Regions from separate parts of the Mus musculus genome. Here regions 1 and 2 are each linked to region 3. The links are chromatin contacts, called in public promoter capture Hi-C maps. All regions are on one chromosome and are shown on one strand. Each heading gives the region's core, a stretch centred on a gene start, on an enhancer-like site or on the middle of the called end of the contact. The rest is flanking DNA. Distances are from core to core; before and after follow the strand shown. Region 1 holds the start of Ppm1e (protein phosphatase 1E (PP2C domain containing)). Region 2 holds the start of Ypel2 (yippee like 2). Region 3 holds the start of 2610027K06Rik (RIKEN cDNA 2610027K06 gene).

Region 1 (4,153 bases), core at 944-3,443, 1.5 Mb before region 3:
TTATTCTTAGAAGTACTGTTTTACCAACATATATCATTTCCCTTTTGATGTGTGGGCTGAGTCATAAATTAATGTCACAAATGTCATCTAAATGAGGGAGGCTGCTACGTTATGATGTAAGAAGCTTGACATGAATTGTTAGCATTGACAGCTATGCACTCCTGAACTAAAATGTCACTGTGTTAAAATTGGGGATAGTAAGAGTTTGTTGGAATGTAAAATTGGCGTTTAAAGTTGCTGCAGCCTAGAAAGTTGTCACTCCATTATTATTATTATTATTATTATTATTATTATTATTATTATTATTAAAGGTCTTACTACATAGCCTTGGATGACCTAGGACTTGACAGTCCAGGCTGACCTAGGACTCAGAGCACCACTGGTCTCTGCCTCCAGAGTACTGGGATTAAGGGTTGTGCCAGCACCCCAGCTCTTCTCTAGTTTTTCTGAAATGGCAGTAAGCAAGTAGGTCGAAAACAAATGACTTTGAGGGCTTTCTTGGCATCCCATGGAGCAGTTTCTTTCTACAGACTAGTTTGGTCTTTCCATTCATCTTAGGAAAAAAAATAGAAAAAATTCTAAGTGCATTATTTACTATACACTTTCTATCATGTATTATTTAATCTTGACCTAGGAGAGAGCATAGAACTCTATTTTACATGATACCATTAGTAAGTTCAACCCACTTAATCTTAAAATAACAGTATCGGGTCAGGGATTTAAAAATACAGCATTATAGGAAAACAGTTGGTGAGAACGCACCCTCTTCTGTCATTAATAACTGACTGGAAATGGTATTTCTGATCCTAAATCCAGCTGAAACCCAGAAACAATAAATGGAGAGATGGAGTGGATAATTTGTGAGTACATGTTTTTTCAAAGCAGAGGGGAAAAATCACTATGTTTGTGCTGAATTACATGCTGCCGTGGACGTGGTAGTATGCAGCAATGATGCTATCATCCATACAGCTGTACAGCACAGCATCTTCAAAGCACCCACCACCAACATCATCACCATGAAGCCTGAAAATAATAGGTTTGTTTATAGTTTGGTAAGAAAATTAGAATAATTTAAAGTCATTTCAGTTCTAGCTTGGGGGAGGGAGTAAGAAGAGACACAGGAGGTGGTGGGGAAGAACAAACAAAATATAGACAAAATACGGATTATATGGTAGGATAATATAATATAATGACATGCATTATACAGAAACTAAGCAGGGGTTTTTGGGTGATGGAAAACTTACAAGTGAAATCTACCACTTCAATCTCGGATTGAATTCTTGTTGCATCGCTTGCTTTTGACCTTGAGCAAAGTCACTGTTTTGAAGGCTTGTTTCCTCATCTGTAAAACAGAATCCTAACGGTAATAACCTTTGCCTTAAAAGGCTGTGAGGATTAGAGACGAACACGTGTAAACTGCAAAGCCCTATATAAATAAGACATTGTGTAGATACGAGGCACAGCTAGATTTTCATAGAGCAGAGTTAAGGGGAAAGATTCTAAAGGCTTTGGAGACTTTGAAAGGGGCTCTAACACCAATGCCACAGCTAGAAAGTCTTGACTTTTAAGCAAGCGAATTACTGTTTAATTTCTCACGTTCATCTTTTTGAGAAAGGAGGATACATAGAATCAAACGAAAGAACCTAGACAAAGGAAACTACCCTTTTTGGGTGCTCGTGCCTGGACCTTTACTTTTTCAACACATATCATTAGTAAAAGGTGTTTACTGCGTGCCATCGGATCAAGAGATATACTACGGCAAGGCAAGCAGATAAGGAAACTGAAGTCAGTACACTCCTGGTGGAACCAACAGAGATGTCTCAGTGCTTATCATGAAACTAGGGTCTTCACCCCACAAAGACCATTCGAAGTTGGAGTGCAGGAGTCCAGCGTCCTTACCACTCCACAGACTCGACGGGAGGGACCTTGGAATTCTTAATTAGAACCGGTTGCCATGGCGACAGTCTCTAGGCAGCGTGGGCTGAGCTCTCGGTAGGGATTGCGGGTGGGCCGCCGCTGGACCCTGTGCGCGCGCCCGCCACCAACTTTCCCTCCAGACCGGAGCGGGGTGGCGCGCTCCGCCCCCGCCCCCGGGCCGCGCACGTCCGAGCTCGGTGGCGCGCACGCCTGCGGGAGCCCTCTCCAGGCAACCCAGTGCTGATCGCCGGTGCCCGTGCGGCCGTTCCCCCTCCGTAGCGGGAGGCGAGGCTCCGAAGCAGCCCCCTCCTCCTCCTGGGCTCACCTCCCACCCCCTTCCCGGTGGACCTCGGGGCATGAGCAACGATGGCGGGCTGCATCCCTGAGGAGAAAACTTACCGGCGCTTCCTGGAGCTGTTCCTGGGCGAGTTCCGCGGACCGTGCGGTGGCGGCGAGCCAGAGCCCGAACCCGAATCCGAGCCCGAGCCCGAGCCCGAAGCCGAGCTAGTCGCGGCTGAGGCGGCCGAGGCTTCGGGGGAGGAACCGGGGGAGGACGCTGCGACGGTAGAGGCGACCGAGGAGGGGGAGCAGGACCAAGACCCCGAGCCCGAAGACGAGGCGGTGGAGGAGGAGACGGCGACGGAGGGCGAGGAGGAGGAAGAGGAGGAAGCGGCTGCCCCGGGGCACTCGGCCGTGCCGCCACCGCCGCAGCCCCAGCTGCCACCGCTGCCCCCGCTCCCACGGCCGCTGTCGGAGCGCATCACCCGAGAGGAGGTGGAGGGCGAGAGCCTGGACCTGTGCCTGCAGCAGCTCTACAAATAGTTAAGTAGCGGGGCTCGGCCGCGGGTGGGCCGCCATCCCCGGGGTGCCGGCCTGGGTTCCCGTCCCCGCTACCCATGTCCCCGCGGGGCACCCGGGCGGGGTCCCCCCCGCCTGCCCCCGGCCCCTCTTCGCTGGCCCTCTCGGCCAGCTTCTCGGCCACTTCGCACACCTTCCTCCAGAACCTTCCTGCCAAGGTCTTCCCTCCCGTCTTGGGCTCCCCATTCTTCCCTGCGCCTTTCTTCCCGGGGTTTCCTCCCACCTTCGTCTGTCTGTCCTTTCCCGGGCTGCGTTCCTTGTTGGGCGGTGGGGACGCGCGACTCCTTTACAGGCAGTAAGAGGTGCCTTTCTACATAACCGCAACAAAGCTAATACCGTCGGTGCCCAGAGGAGCCCAGACCCCTAGATTTTCCGTCAGGCGCTCACTGTTGAAATGAAAAGGCTCTATAGATGGCTTTCTTACGTGAGAGCCTAGTATCATACTTTGCAGACATTTGACAGCATATAATTGAGAGCGGTAGGGAGGAATTGGGAAGGAAGGGTAAGTAAAACCCTACCGAGCAAGCCGTTAGGTGAAAAGACGAGGTCGTAAGTCAGAAAAGTCAGCCTGGTTGGATAAAATTGCAATTAAGTGCAGTATTTTCAGTCCATTAAGTAGATGGGGTGGGAGGTGGGAGAAAAGCAGATGGCTTAGCTACCCAGATGCAAGTCTAAAATAGAAAGGTCAAGGCTTTGCCTTTCATCCGAGTTCTGCTTTTTATGGGCTTGAAATAGAAACGGTTTACAATCGCGTTTCTTTCCAAATGGAATTGTTCTGAAATAATGCCTCTGCAAACACTGGGAAACCCGAGAGTCTTTTGCCATTCAGCTAATAGTTGTAATGAAAGGTGTTACTCTGACCACCCCAAAAGTTTACTATCGCAAGATTCACTGCGGCTAAGTTCAAACCCACTTCCTGGATTTCTCCAAAGCCTGGAGGGGGCTAGAAAAGAAAGCTATTTTGTCTTCATCAGACCTCATAGACAACTGATCAAACCATTCTCCTGTTAAAAGCAGCAGCCTGTCAAAGGGAAAAGCCACTGAGCAGATCTGTAGAATTGGACTGTGCGGATGCCACACTTTATAAACCATCCAGTAATTAATTTTAAAATACTGTTCAATTACCAGGGGAATTGTGTGTTTTGGGGAAATGCAAAAATAAAATGGCGTGTAATACCACCACCTGGGGATAAACAGCATTAATGGTTGAGTATTTCTTTTTTTTTTTTTTTAACTATCACAGAAAAGGACCTACAGAATGCCATTTTAAAAAAATTACATGATTCAGACACTTAAATATAGTGGAAGTATTTACCAAAGTGAAGGGATTTATCTCAGACTAGTACTATCTGGACAGTTTTTACCCTTACACATATGC
Region 2 (3,678 bases), core at 995-3,494, 1.2 Mb before region 3:
TTTCTAGTACTCACTCCCTGCCCCCCAACACACACATACACACTTCTTTGTTTCGGTTCTCCCTTCTGTCAACTCACACAGCTTGGCTCCTTTGGCTGGAAGAAGGCATGATCTGGCTTTTTTTTTTTTTTTTTTTTCCTGGCTGGCTGATTCTATTGTTTTTCAGCCCTGTGGTTCTGTGGCCTCTTCCAGTCTCCTGCAATCACACAGCAGGCCTGCAGGGGTCCTCAGAGCACCCCACACAAGGCAGGCTTTCTTTAGCTAATGTTATCTTTTATTTAAGCACAGAACAGTAGCCTCCAATCTTGTTACATAACATACCAGTATCTCAGGGTGTTAAAACCAGTACAGAATCTACTGTTAGGCGTTAGGGAACCCGTGGATATAAACATATTTAGTAACACACTATTGCAGAAATGTAACCAATTTGATTTCCTGGTTCCTGATTTGAAATGTTAGAGTTGGAAGGGATGTCAGAAACCATCTTATTTCAGCCGTCCTTATTTATTTCTGCAGTAATGGGTATTGAACCCAGAGCCTCAAGAACCTTAGGCAAAGTCTCTACTGTGAGTTCCACCACCAGATCCCAGCCCTCCCTTCTTTTAGGCGATGGGTACTAAGGCCTAAGGGCACAGAGGAATTTAACCTCAGAAAGCAGCCTTGGGCTGGTAATCAAGCTTTTGATAATCTAAAGAATTTAGTATATCTTCTTAAAGATCCAATCTCAAGTCTTTTCAAGGTTGTGGTTAGTTAGCTGAAGGCTTTTGGACTCCAGGATTTATAATTCCCAAAGCAGTCAATTGTAAATATTGACAGTGCCCCTACACTGAAACCGGTATCTGCCGGCAAAAATGAGTGGTTTTGTTCTTACTAACGTTGGGACTTTTTTTCATCCCTAACCATGCGATGTACATTCACTGAAGACAATTTAGTTGATTGCATATGTATTAAAAACAGCTGGGTGGAGTGACAGGTGACGTTTTTGAGTCACCCGGGGATCTACCCAAATACCAGCCTGGGTTTGTGTGTAAACTGCTGCCAGATAGGAGACCAAAGGTTCCTGGGCCTCCTTCAGCACCCCAACCCCGCATGAACTTTTTTTTTTTCTCTTTTTCAGTAACCTGGCTAGCTTGGACCGATCTAACCAAGAATGACCTTAAACTTCTAACACTTCCCAAGCCTTGGGTTATAATTGGGCTATAAAGCAGAGAACCACCTTGTCCAATTACCTTGTGTTTTTTTCTCTTCTAAAATAGCAATGAAAACATGTATTTTGCCCCAACACCATTCAGAATCCCAGTGTCTTAGAAAAAAGGGTGGGTCTGCCGTGTCTCCCCCGCCCCCCCCCCCGCAGAAATTCTTTTATCAAATTGACCTGTTTTCCGGTAGGAAGACTCTGCCCCACTCCACCCACCTGGTGCCTCCCTGGACTTCCCGACTGTCATGAGTTTATTTTTTAACCCTCTCTTCCTTGAAAAGCACCACCCCACTGACCCAGAATGCCAGTTCCTCCCTTTTGGTCACCTTGACTACTCTTATTGTATTTTCTGTTGCTAATAGACCTCACTAACCATTAGCAATAGGGATCCCAGTTTCTCTATAGTCTTTCTCTATGCTCTTCCACTCTCAGTACTGGGGATCCAACCCAGGGACTCGAACACACCAGACAACCCTTTCCTAGTTTTAATTAGGAAATTTCGAGCAGGGCAGAGGAAATAGAGAATCTCCGCTTCTGAGCAGGGCATGGGTGGGCATGACGAGACTGGTACTATCTTACTAAATACACCTGCCTTGAACTCTGCGGGTCACTTTTAGTAACTTAGGCTCTGGGTCAGGAGTGGCTTAAAAAGTGGAGCGAGGAATTACTATCTAGGTTCTCAAAACAAAAGCACTGTAAATCCCACTTCCCAACATAACCCCGGGTCCTGGGAATCCCAGTAAAGCCAGACAAACAGGCTCCTATCTCAGAGAGCTCCCCCACTCTAATCACCTCTTCTCCCAGCCCTGCCCGCCAGCTGCCAGGACTGGCGGGACCCAGACCTTGCCACACTCCTCGCACGCGCGCCCCGCCAGGGCCGAGGGGCGGGTGGGGGTTGGGGGCGGGAGGCAGGGAAAGCAGGGGCGGAGTTCCGTCCTCCAGTGATTGGCTCCTGGCGGATGGGCTGCGGCCGTGCAGGGCCAACCAGTGGCGTGTTGCTATGTGCTGAGCCGATGGGATAGGCGCGGGGGCGCGTCTGTCACCCGGCAAGCCCCCAGCCCGGATTCGGAGGGATGCGGAGCGGCAGTGGCGGCGGCGGTGGCGGAGACTGTGGCTTTAAGAGCGCGCAGGGAGCGCTAGAGTCAGCCGTGCAGTCCTTCATCGCCAAGCACTCCGGAGAGCCCGGCGCTGGCCGGACCGGGCAGCCTACCGCCAGGTATGAGGGATCTCGAGCTGGGCTCGCGTGGGCGTGGGGCGCATTCCGCTCCAGTTCGGGCTGTGCGCCCTGGGGACGGTCGGGCTCCTGGGCTGCGTGCAGCCGGGCTCGGCTGGGGCGGTGCTGTCGCGGTCCCGAGGGGGCTCCCCGAAGGTTCCCGGGGTGCTAGGGGCGGGGAACGGGTTGCTGCAGCCACGTGACCGGTTTGTTTACAAACACTGGCGCGCGCTCCGGGTTCGGGACTCGGCGGGTGGCGACGAGCCGCCTGGCAAATATGGGGACCCAGAGACCTGAGCGCCAACGCCTCCCTTGTTCGGCGTGACCCACCCCCCACGGATGGCACCCGGCGGCACCCGGCTGTATGGTCGATGTCTCCATTGAGATAGTTGGGTCTGGGGCACGTCGCCCTCTAAAGTCCCCGGAGCGCTTCGGCAGCCCCAAGCCAAGGGAACCACAGCGAGTTCCTGCCTGGACGCTTCCCGGCGCCTCCCCTGCGGCCTTGCCAAGGGGTGGGCACGAACTCTGTTGCCAGACTCGCTGCGGGGGCCTCTGCGGAGAGTCCCTCCCGCAGCTGGCTCCTGCCTCTCTTCCTGCTTCAAGTTTACCTGCCTGGTTGCTGACTCCCTTCGGGTGATTTTTTTTTTTTTCCGAAACAGTGGAACCTTACACCCGTCTCCTGGCTGGCACTTAGGGGGAAGCACTGTTGCTTTGGACCCCTCGTGCAAAGAACTGCCTGCCACCTCTGACTTCACTTTTACCCACAGTTTTTAAAAAGCTGAGCGAGCATCCTCCGGTTTGCCTAGCCTTCCACGGCCCGGCTGCTGGAAATGGCAAATGCGCCGGAGCCCTGCTTTTTGGCTTCCTTGTTGATTTGTTGTTGCCACGTTGGAGGGTCTTTGAGCCACTGAGTTGGAGTCCTATTAGTCTTTTGTTCCTCATGCTTGTCTTCGTTCTCGCAAGATGGGCTCCCTGTCCAGAGCACTGAACAACAAGCCTAGGGATTACTTTTCTGAACCCCATTTACAGAACATTAGAGGCACAAAGGAATTACAGTAAACCTCATGCTTGAGGCTCTGCAGTAGTCTGCCTGGTTTGGGGGTTTACAGGATCTGGTCAGTAAGATTGGGTTGCTTTTCCTTTTGGCACACACTGCTGTAGGTTTTACCTGAGTTCAGTCCATCAGCTTTCTTAGCATTTGATATTCTTATCTTTGAGGAAGTTTCACTCTCTTTACATCATTTTGTAAATTCTGTAATTTGTCAAA
Region 3 (3,810 bases), core at 220-2,719:
CGGAAAAAACAAAAACAAAAACAAAACAAAACAAAACAAAACAAAACAAAAAAAAAACAGTGAGACCGCAAGGGGCTGTGGAGACCCGCCAGAGTCTCCGGGGCTTTGAGACTCAGAACAGTTGGGACTATTCTTTAGGAACGTGTTTTCGTTTTATTTCAATCGAGAGATGTTTGCTTTTCTTTTTCTTTTTTAATTCGCTCCGGAGCCAAACGGAAAAAAAAAAAAGTCAGCTTGCTTGTCTGTGGAAAGGAGTGTGGCGCCAGGGCCGGAGCGGGGGCAATCCGAGAGAGCATCGACCCAGTGGTGGTGGGTGCTGTGCGGTCCCCGAGCCCGCCCGCCCGGCCCGTCCTACCTCCCGGACTTGGTGATGACCATCTCGGTGCCCAGCTTGTGGAACTGGTCCCACAGCTCCTTGGCCTCCAGCGTCACCTTGGGGTCGTCCTCCACCTCGTCCTCGGGTTCCAGGCTCTTGAGCGAGCGCAGATGCGCGGCGGGCGGGTGCGGGCCGAGTGCCGAGACGTGCAGCCCCGCCTCGGCCGCCGCCGCCGCCGCTGCTGCCGCGGCCGCCGCCCCCGCCAGGCCCGGGTCCGGCAGAGGCTTGCCTAGCGCGCCGGGCGGCAGCGCTAGCGCCGGGAAGAAGGAGGGCTGCGCTGCCGCCAGGAAGGCGGACATGGGGAAGTCGGCGGGCCGTGGCGCGTGGAACGGGTGGTAAGCCATGGCGCTGGCTGCCAGCGCCGGCTCTCTCATCGGGACATCCGGCCCAGGCTCCTGGGAGCCGGGGCCGGGGCCGGGGGCGCGCGCCTCGGACCCCCGGCCCGGGCGGCGGCGCGCGCGGAGGACGGACGGCCCGGGCGGCGGGCGCGGCAGCGGCTTCTCCCGGCTCCCCGTCCCGCGCACCTCAAGGGGCGCAGGGCTCTGGACGCGGGGGCGGAGGGGGCGCTGCGCGGGGCTGGGCTGGGCTGGGCTGGGCTGGGCTGGCCGGCTCCGGCGCCGGGGACCACGCGCGACTGGTTAGATCTTGTCCTGATCTCTGGAAAACTGTGACTATCTCACATGTCCTGCCCTGTTCGGATCCCCTGCGCTAACGAGCCAGGCCCCCCTTGATTGCTGATTTTACGCTTTTTGGACCAATTGTGGGTCTCCGGGGGCGGGGTTTTGACAGCTCAGGCCAAGCTCTGGACGGGAGGGGAGGCCAGGGAGAAGGTGTCGGAAGCCTCAGCAGTAAGAAAACATGTCAACAGAATAAAATATTAACCAATGACGGGCCAGCGGGCCCCGAGACCCCTCCCCCTGGCCTGGCCCCCACCTCGCCGCCCGCGCCCGCCGCTGCCTGGGCGAGGGCTGGAAAGCGCAGAGGACCGATCTGACCCGCCGTAAGGGCCTGAGGCAGGGGGCGCCCGGGTCCCGGGGCCTTGGGGAAGGACCCCCTAGCCGCATGCCGGCCCCAAGTGCAAAGCATTGACACGTTCCGGAGAGGAGAGGGGGCGCCCTTTCCCTCCCGCGCCGGGAGGCCCGGCCGCTCTTGCCTGCGACCCAGCCTGGCCTCCCACCCCACTCCCGGTCACCGCCCCGGGTCCATGCACTTCAGAGGGAGGCTGCGGGCACTGGAAAGCGAGGCCGGTGGGCGGGCAAATCAGGAGGCTCGGGCGGCCGAGGTCCCGGAGCCGAATCAGGTGTCCGGAGCCGGTGAGTGGGGAGCCATGGCAGAACCCTGATGGGGCCGGCACGGGCGGGAACGGGACGCCGCCTTGCGCTGGGGAAACGAAGGGTCCCCACCCCCACCTGCTCCTCCCCTCGTAGACTCAGGAACCTGGGGTTCCAGAAGGGCCGGGCATTTAGCCTAAAGAAGGTCTGTGTCAGGTCACTAAGCCAAAACCTTCTGGCGAGTAGGAAAATGGATCCTTGGGACCAGGTAGGTGAGCGCACCTTCTACAGAGCCCAAGGCGGTGCCGCGCTAGTTGATCCTAGAACTCAGATTCTCCACACGCGCCAGAAGGAATTTTCGCCGCATCCGGTACTGGAGATGCAAGCCCATCTATCTCTTCCTAAACTCTGGCATCTTTTCTTCTCAGTCACTTCTCTAGAGATTGTTTCCGTCCCTTGGAAGCTCAAGGCTCCCTAGTTCAGGAAAGCTGAGTAATGCGGATGGGAATCGAGGTGTTTGCCAGCAAGTGTGAACACCCCCTTCGACGATCAGTCTTCGTTATCTCTCTGGCAACAGCCCCAATGCATCTTCCTCTCTCTCTCTCTCTCTCTCTCTCTCTCTCTCTCTCTCTCTCTCTCTCTCTCTCTCTCTCTCTTTCTCTCTCTCTCTCTCTCTCTCTGTGTGTGTGTGTGTGTAAAACCATAATCAGGTGTGCCCAGAGTAAAACGATCATACACTTGCCTGTTTAGGGTTGAGGCTCACACCCTTGTGCTTGTTGGGGAGGGGAAGCAGGGTGTGAACTAGCCACAGTGGATACTCCCACCCTCCCAACCAGTATAAGCGAATTCTGCCGCTCCAGCCCTATGTCCCCGTGGTAGGCACCTACCACGTAAGTGGCCCAGGCAGCTTGCCCCTCCGCTGCATACACCAGGTCTTCAGGCACTTGGTAGCTGACCGCCCAGAAAGGCGTTTAAAAGCTAGTTGCCCCCGGCAGTACGGGGTTGAGACCAGCAGGAGTCGTTTGGCCTCCACGACCTTTTTTCCTATACATCTGAGCCAACACCAGGCGCTTGTAATTCTTCATAACCCTGTGCGCGCCTGCCCCACTGGGTTTTTCTTCAGGACCTTACTCCTAGGTCGCTTTTCTCACTCTTTTCTCTGCCCACAGTGAACCTTCAGCTCTAGCTTCGCGGTGTTCGCAGCCGGTGAGAGATCCATTGCAGCTTTGCACTGCTTCCAATTCAGACAGGATGTGGCTCCTCCAGGAGAGATGTGTCTGAACACACTTGGACAGTTAGTGAGGTGAACAAGAAGTAGTCAGTTCAGCTTTCCGAGTTGGCAGGACATTTGCTAAGTTGTGTGTATGGGGACAGGCACTTTAGTACCTTGTAAAAATGTGTATGTATCGAAGTATGTATTTTGGTCATTTTCCTGGGTAGCATACAGTAGCTGGTCTACCCGTTTAGGCCTGAGAGTTAAAACATGAAGGTCTGAGTTATTGGTCCACGAAATCGGACAGCTGTCGCCCAGTGGCTACATTAGGGGATCTGAATCCCACCTATAGAGCTAAGGACCTGCGACTGGTCAGAGACGTTTTCAGGGCAGGTTGGGTTTCCACCAACAGCTCCAGCCACCCCCCCACCCCCACCCCCATCACGTAGTCACCTGGATGACCTGCTTTAGCCGCTCTTAAGATTCTTTATCGACCCATCCCCAACAAAATTTTCTTAGAATATCCTTGTAGCATCGAAAACTGGTGCTGGGGCGGCCTAAGCAGCCTCTCGAGCGGCGCCTTGCGGCTCGCAACTCCTGCTTCGCCCTACCCCCGCCTGGGTCTACCCCCACTCATCTCCCCTTCCCAGGAACAGGCGCCCCTGGGGGAGTCCCCTGGGCAGAGTGTGCGTGTCTCTTTAAGAGGCCCCGGGGGGCGCCTCGCGGGCCGCCCGGGGCTGGAGGGGGAGGGCACGGACGAGGGCGCCTGGCGCCAGGCGGCCGAGGCTCCACAACAAAGCTCCGGCCCCTGTCACTTCGCATCGGCCGGGACCCGCAGACGGGTGGGGGACGCGCGCTCAGCCGCCCCTCCCTCTCCCAGGCAGTTCTGGGCGGGGGCGTCGGGCAGGCGCTGGCTTCGTGGTCCCAGGCCCCTTTCACGTGGTCTGTAG

The links. Promoter capture Hi-C pulls out the DNA fragments that hold promoters and counts their contacts.
Region 1: a contact with region 3 is called in a promoter capture Hi-C map of pre-B cells, with 2.4 times the contacts expected there. The contact joins the promoter of Ppm1e here to the promoter of 2610027K06Rik in region 3. A contact is called at or near these places in 1 of 39 promoter capture datasets (pre-B cells) and 1 of 484 Hi-C or Micro-C datasets (embryonic stem cells).
Region 2: a promoter capture Hi-C map of stem cell-derived epiblast-like cells shows a contact between it and region 3, with 4 times the contacts expected there. The contact joins the promoter of Ypel2 here to the promoter of 2610027K06Rik in region 3. A contact is called at or near these places in 4 of 39 promoter capture datasets (3T3-L1-derived adipocytes, cranial neural crest, pre-B cells and 1 more), 1 of 15 datasets of contacts at CTCF or cohesin (embryonic stem cells), 5 of 484 Hi-C or Micro-C datasets (the G1E-ER4 cell line, cardiomyocytes, embryonic stem cells and 2 more) and 2 of 115 datasets of contacts at active chromatin or transcription factors (embryonic stem cells and stem cell-derived neural progenitor cells).

Annotation. Positions count from the first base shown.
Region 1 is chr11:87,357,034-87,361,186 of GRCm38.p6, reverse strand. It overlaps Ppm1e (protein phosphatase 1E (PP2C domain containing)), which reads left to right and starts at 2,193. Exons shown (of 7, transcript NM_177167.4): 1 at 2,193-2,738. The coding sequence starts at 2,284. Gm33937 (a long non-coding RNA gene) reads right to left here and starts at 3,658. Exons shown (of 5, transcript XR_003949755.1): 1 at 3,294-3,658; 2 at 2,317-3,161; 3 at 1,245-1,342; 4 at 919-1,023; 5 at 1-553.
Region 2 is chr11:86,992,328-86,996,005 of GRCm38.p6, reverse strand. Ypel2 (yippee like 2) reads left to right here and starts at 2,244. Exons shown (of 5, transcript NM_001005341.3): 1 at 2,244-2,414. It overlaps Gm51915 (a long non-coding RNA gene), which reads right to left. Exons shown (of 3, transcript XR_003949754.1): 3 at 1,669-3,663.
Region 3 is chr11:85,830,047-85,833,856 of GRCm38.p6, reverse strand. 2610027K06Rik (RIKEN cDNA 2610027K06 gene) reads left to right here and starts at 1,469. Exons shown (of 5, transcript NR_077059.1): 1 at 1,469-1,689. Tbx2 (T-box 2) reads right to left here and starts at 1,242. Exons shown (of 7, transcript NM_009324.2): 1 at 356-1,242. The coding sequence starts at 750. RefSeq lists a promoter at 717-1,707 and an enhancer at 3,337-3,722.